Linked DNA regions of Gossypium hirsutum: region 2 is linked to region 1. A link is a contact called in public Hi-C data. All regions are on one chromosome and are shown on one strand. Each heading gives the region's core, a stretch centred on a gene start, on an enhancer-like site or on the middle of the called end of the contact. The rest is flanking DNA. Distances are from core to core; before and after follow the strand shown. Region 1 holds the start of LOC107899536 (tRNA-specific adenosine deaminase TAD2). Region 2 has its middle 17 kb from the start of LOC107899538.

Region 1 (2,700 bases), core at 159-2,658:
GGACATTGCTGTTGTAGCTTCTAGCAAACTATCAGGAAGAATGTTTTTTTTTTTTTTCATTTTAGCCATAATAGATATTCATTGCAACTTTGGTATCGAGATGATGATGAATGGTTGACTTGCACAGACTCACTGCAAGAGGAATGTCATTAGTGAAAATTAACTGAATTTGATCACCTTTGAGGGACTATGTTTGTGAGAACCATTTATTTGATCTCAAATAAAAATTAAATTAAGTAAGAATCTGAAAGAACTCAAAAAAAAAAATCAATTTATTGATTAAGAAAAAACAATAAAATTTTTATCTCTGTTTATAATTTATATATTTTTAAAAATTATAATTTTTTTATTTATTCCATTTCTTGAGGCCATTTCTTTCGGATCCTTCTTTAGATTTCTTCTCCAAAACCATTACATTTGAGATACGTTTTCTTTCGTTATTTCATTCATTTGAACTCAGTTTTGTGTTCTATGTGTTGTATTTGTTTATGGTTTTACTTCTCTTATTTTTAGGGTTTTGAATATTGGTATTCGGATTGTAGGATTTGGGCAATCGTTTTAATTTTATTTTTCATTTTTTGTTCTTCTTTCAGTAGCTACCAATCATTTCGTCTAAAATCTGGTCTTATTTTTCCTCTTTGTCATTTTTAGCTTTTGCTTCATTTTCTTTGTTCTCTCTTATTGTCTTAGATGGAAAGTGATAATCTTGCACACGTAATCCCAATCATTCTTTTTCTTCCTTTTCCTAGTCCAATTTCTGTATTGTTGTTGCTGTAATTCAGCCCCCCCTTTCTTTTTATAGGCAAAACTTGCTTCGGAAAGCCACATTATAAGTCATATTTAAATGTGTTAGTGGTAGGTAGATAAGCAGTTCGATGTTTTGATAGGATAGGTAGATTGAACATTCTTAAACAACGAGTACCACAATGATAAATTTGTTAATCTTCAGGAGCTACTCATAAAAAATTTAAACATTCTTAAAGAACAAGTATCACATTGATACTAAACATGGTTGTGCTTTGAGATGATTTAGTGGTTGTAGTTCTCATTCCCATGCACCCCCCCTCATTTTAGCATATTGCATGGCCATATAAATGTGTGAATATAATATATATATATACCAAAGCGCACATATTCAAATACATGATATATCAAAGCATATACTCAACATGAATTTGAATTTCAATTCATCGACACCATGTGCTAATAATTCTAACTGAGATCGTAGATGCAAAAGGAAAACAAAAACAACAATTCAAAATAAAGGAAAAGAAAAAAAAATTGTACCCGGTGACCCAAGGGTTGAATAGAAACAATTCAAAGGTACAGGGACCTAGGGTGCAATATTCTCCTTTTCCCTTTACACTTGGCCATTCTAACAATTTCAACTTGCCCAAATTTGTTAAAACTGTTGCTCCACTTCTTCTTCTTCTCTTTGTCTTTCACCTTAGTCCTTTCTGCATTCTCTCCTAAAACCCGTTCCTCCCTTCTGTTGCCCTTTCTTTCTTTTTTCTTTTATTTCTATTCTTTTTTCCTTTTTTAATCTCTGTCCATTGGTCGTCAGTCGGTGTAAGGTCTCCCTCTCTCGTTTTCGCGCTACCGCTGATCAGTTCGCCTTTCTCGGTTCTCAGGTAATTTTTTGGGTTTTTTTTCTAATTATATTTGCTGCGATTTGGGGTTATTGATATTTGACTGAAATCGTTTCTTTAAGATGGACCTCTTCGTCATTTTACTAAAACTGTTTTAATTATGTAGCATTTTGCATCCATTGGCCTTCAATTATGCTGATTTTATCGGCAATTTTGTGGGTTACAAATAGACTCAACCCTCCAATCATATGTCCTTTGAATCGAGTTTAAAGCTGTTGTTATCAGTTAATGTGTAAGAACTTACTGTGCATTTTAAGCATGTGTATCGAGAAGCCAATCAATTTGCAGATTTTATGGCGAAGTCATGAACCAGCAGGTCATATGCTGTTAAGGTTTTTGAAGACCTATTCCCTGAAGTTCAAAAATTATGCTTGAGTGATATGAGAGGTACCAATTATGTAAGGTCTGGTAGAACTTACGGCCCCGTTGCCTTCTTTTAATTATAAAAAAAATAAAAATCTAAAATTGAAGCTGTAAACTGAATTTGTCAATTGCTATCGTCATTTTATCATGTTTGGAAAAAAAATTGAAGCAAACTAAACTCGGTTTGGTCAGTAACGGATCAAAACTAATTTGGGTTGGTTTTCTCGGTTCTCCAACTAAGTCGGTTCGGTTTCAGTTCCTTAAAAAGGGGAAGTCGGTTAAGTCAGTTTTTGATTTTTCTGCACTGACCCGACTGATTGCTCACCCGTAGGTTTTACTTTTCTTGTTTTTAGGTAGTTGAATATTGGTATTTGAATTGCAGGATTTGGGCAGTTGTTTTTTTTCATTTTTTGTTTTTCTTTCAGTAGCTACCAGTCATTTCGTCTAAAATCTGGTCTTATTTTTCCTCTTTGTCATTTTTAGCTTTTGCTTCACTTTCTTTGTTCTTTCTTATTGTCTTAGATGGAAAGTGATAATCTAGCATACATGGAACTTGCAATTCACCAGGTAATCCCAATCATTCTTTTTCTTCCTTTTCGTAATCCAATTTTTATACTGTTGCTACTGTAATTCAGCTCCTCCCCCCCCCCTCCCACCTTTCTTTTTCCAGGCAAAACTTGCTTCGGAA
Region 2 (2,843 bases), core at 77-2,576, 56 kb after region 1:
AGACATTTGGTAAGGACCTCTGTCTGGCCATCGGTTTGAGGGTGATAAGGGGTACTCATTGCGAGAATGGTGTCATGTAGACGACGAATTTTCTTCTAGAAATATAGAATAAAATGAGGATGTCGATCCGTGACTATTGTGCGGGGAATGCCATGAAGACGGATAATGTTCGTAAAAAAGGTCGATGCAATCGTGAGACTCAAAAAATCATTAGGAAGGGCTAAGAAATGTCCATATTTGGAGAGACGATCTACGACCACCATGATAGTAGCTTTCCCTCGTGAAGGTGGTAACCTGGTAATAAAATCCATAGAGATGTCTTCGAACACCAAAGTTGGAATTGGCAGAGGTTGAAGTAAGCCAGCAAGGTGCAAGGATGAGTCTTTCATTTGTTCACTGATAGAACATTCGGAGACAAATTAGTGAACATCACCACACATTCCTTTCCAGAAAAAAATTGAAGAAAGTCGATGGAATGTTCGAGTGATTCTTGCATGTCCACCTATCAGAGTAGAATGAAACTCGCTTATGAATTGGTGCCGAAGGGGGGAATCAGACGAAATGATAAGGCAGTCGTGAAAATATAAGAGACCGTCGCGATTCATATAACCCAAAAGGGATTCAGGATGGGCACGAAGTTGAGCATGCCAAGTTAATAACTCAGAGTGAGCTTTATTGGCCTCACGTATTGCACAATGATGGCGAACTCCGGACCTATAATAGCAAACAAGGAAGCTACTAGAGGTCGTGAAAGGGTATTTGCGGCATGGTTAAGCTTGCCTGGACGATAGACGATCTCAAAATCATATCCCGATAGTTTGCCAACCCATTTTTGTTGGTCGGGTGTCTGGATGATATACTTCGTGAGGCTTTTTAAGGGCTGTTGATCTGTAACGATAACGAATCGGTGACCCAATAAATATTGCTGCCATTGTGCGATGGCTTGGGTAATAGCATACATCTCTTGATTATAAGTGGATGCGGCTTACAGGTGAGGAGAAAGTTTTTGACTGAAAAATGCAATGGGATGGCCATCTTGAGACAGAATGGCGCCAATGTCGATACCTGAAGCATCAGTTTCGATTGTGAAGGGCTTAGAAAATTTTGGAAGTTAAGAGTATAAGGGCTGATGCCAATAGTTTCTGTAATTTAGAAAAGGCTAGGCTTGTTGTCGGTGTCCACTTAAAAGAGTCATTTTTAAGTAAATCAGTTAATGGGCCAACTATTGTTGCATACTTGCGAATAAAAAGTCGGTAATACCCAGCCAAGGCCAAAAATACGTGAATGTCTTTGATTGTTGTCAGTGTGAGCAAATTGACAATGGCCTGAATTTTGTCTGGGTCAACCTCAACACCCTCGACTGAAATGATATGGCCCAAGTAGCCCACATATTCTTGTCCAAATAAATATTTGGACTATTTTGCTACCAAATGGTGAGAACGCAAGAGCTGAAGAACCTGTCAAAGAGGGTCCAAATACAAGGCCCACGTTGCGCTATAGATCAGTATGTCGTCGAAAAAGACAAGAACAAATTGTCGGAGAATTGGTTAGAAAATTTCGTTCATCAGTTCTTGAAAGGCAGAGGATGCGTTTGTAAGACCGAATGGCATTACCAAGTGTTGACATCATTTTTTTGGATGAAAAAAGGAGTCGACTTGGATTTTGAAAATAAAAATGAAAAAACGGGAGTCGCCACCGATCTTTTTTGATGAGGTGTAATCGGATCACATTGATAAGTGGTTATTTTTAATAAACAATTTAATTTTATTAAAACAACGAATTTGGTCCACGAAATTCAAAAAAAGGGGTTCGGAAGTCAGTTACGTACGATGAAGGATTAGCACCCTCGTAGCGCCCAAAATTGGTACCTAGTTGATTACTTAATGTCTTAGTGTTGAAAATTAAGAACTTGAAAAATTTAAAAATACGATCCTTGTATTAAAATAAAAATTTTTGGGAAAAGAAGCATGTTTCACGTTATTCGAGAAAAAGAATCATATCCAGTAAGTTAGGACACAATGTCTCGAATTCCCGATACGTGAATAAAAAATGCTAAAATTTACTTATTTAAAAGATATGTAATTATCTCGGGTTTAGAAAAGAGATCATGCCTAGTAAGTTAGGACACGATCTTTTCTTAATTCCCGAGATCATTTAAAACTTGAGTTTAAAAAATTCACGTATTTAGATTTATTGTGAAAATCTAAACCAGTAAATTAGGGTACGACCTTCCCAAATCTAAACACAAAATTTATTTATTCAAAAATCGTAAAACACAATGTTAATATGGGTATCAAAAAAATAATAAATACGACGATGTAAACATAACACGAATAATCACAAAAAAATGATAAATAAATAAATAAAAGATGACAACAATTATACATGAAATAATAGACAACTAGCGCTAACATTTTATAAAAATAATGATGAACACATAAATAAATATAAGATAAAGCAATAATAACAACACAAAAATAAAACTGTAGAAGCAAAAATCTATATATGTATAGATATAAAAATGATAAGATATGTGTATATATTCAAGCATGCATATATATTTATGAAAGTTAAAAATATGTACATAGATATGTACAGACATGTATATAAGTTAAAAAAATAAGTATATATATACACATATATATTTGTATGTGAATTAAACTATATGGACATATATACATATATATATATACACGTAAAAATGAATAGCATAAAAAATATATATATTTCTAACAAATAAAAAATATACGTATATATACATCAAAGTTTGTAGCTAAAATAAACAATAATAATAAGTAAATAATAATAACATTATTAACAAAATAATGAATTAATCTAAAATT

Evidence for each region. A called contact is a pair of places that touch in the nucleus more often than the background predicts.
Region 2: a contact with region 1 is called in a Hi-C map of leaf, with 2.5 times the contacts expected there. The contact joins the enhancer-like site here to the promoter of LOC107899536 in region 1. A contact is called at or near these places in 13 of 34 Hi-C or Micro-C datasets (anther, callus, fibers and 4 more).

Annotation. Positions count from the first base shown.
Region 1 is chrD04:48,274,311-48,277,010 of Gossypium_hirsutum_v2.1, forward strand. LOC107899536 (tRNA-specific adenosine deaminase TAD2) reads left to right here and starts at 1,409. Exons shown (of 10, transcript XM_041090745.1): 1 at 1,409-1,631; 2 at 1,938-2,036; 3 at 2,535-2,579; 4 at 2,683-2,700. The coding sequence starts at 2,535.
Region 2 is chrD04:48,330,120-48,332,962 of Gossypium_hirsutum_v2.1, forward strand. No RefSeq gene overlaps it. Among protein-coding and RNA genes, the nearest start is that of LOC107899538, 17 kb to the right of the region's middle. Within about 2 kb of position 1,327, at least 3 of the 9 cell types and tissues checked have an H3K27ac peak or open chromatin away from gene starts, as enhancers often do. A contact at or near this core is called in hypocotyl and leaf, where this site is marked.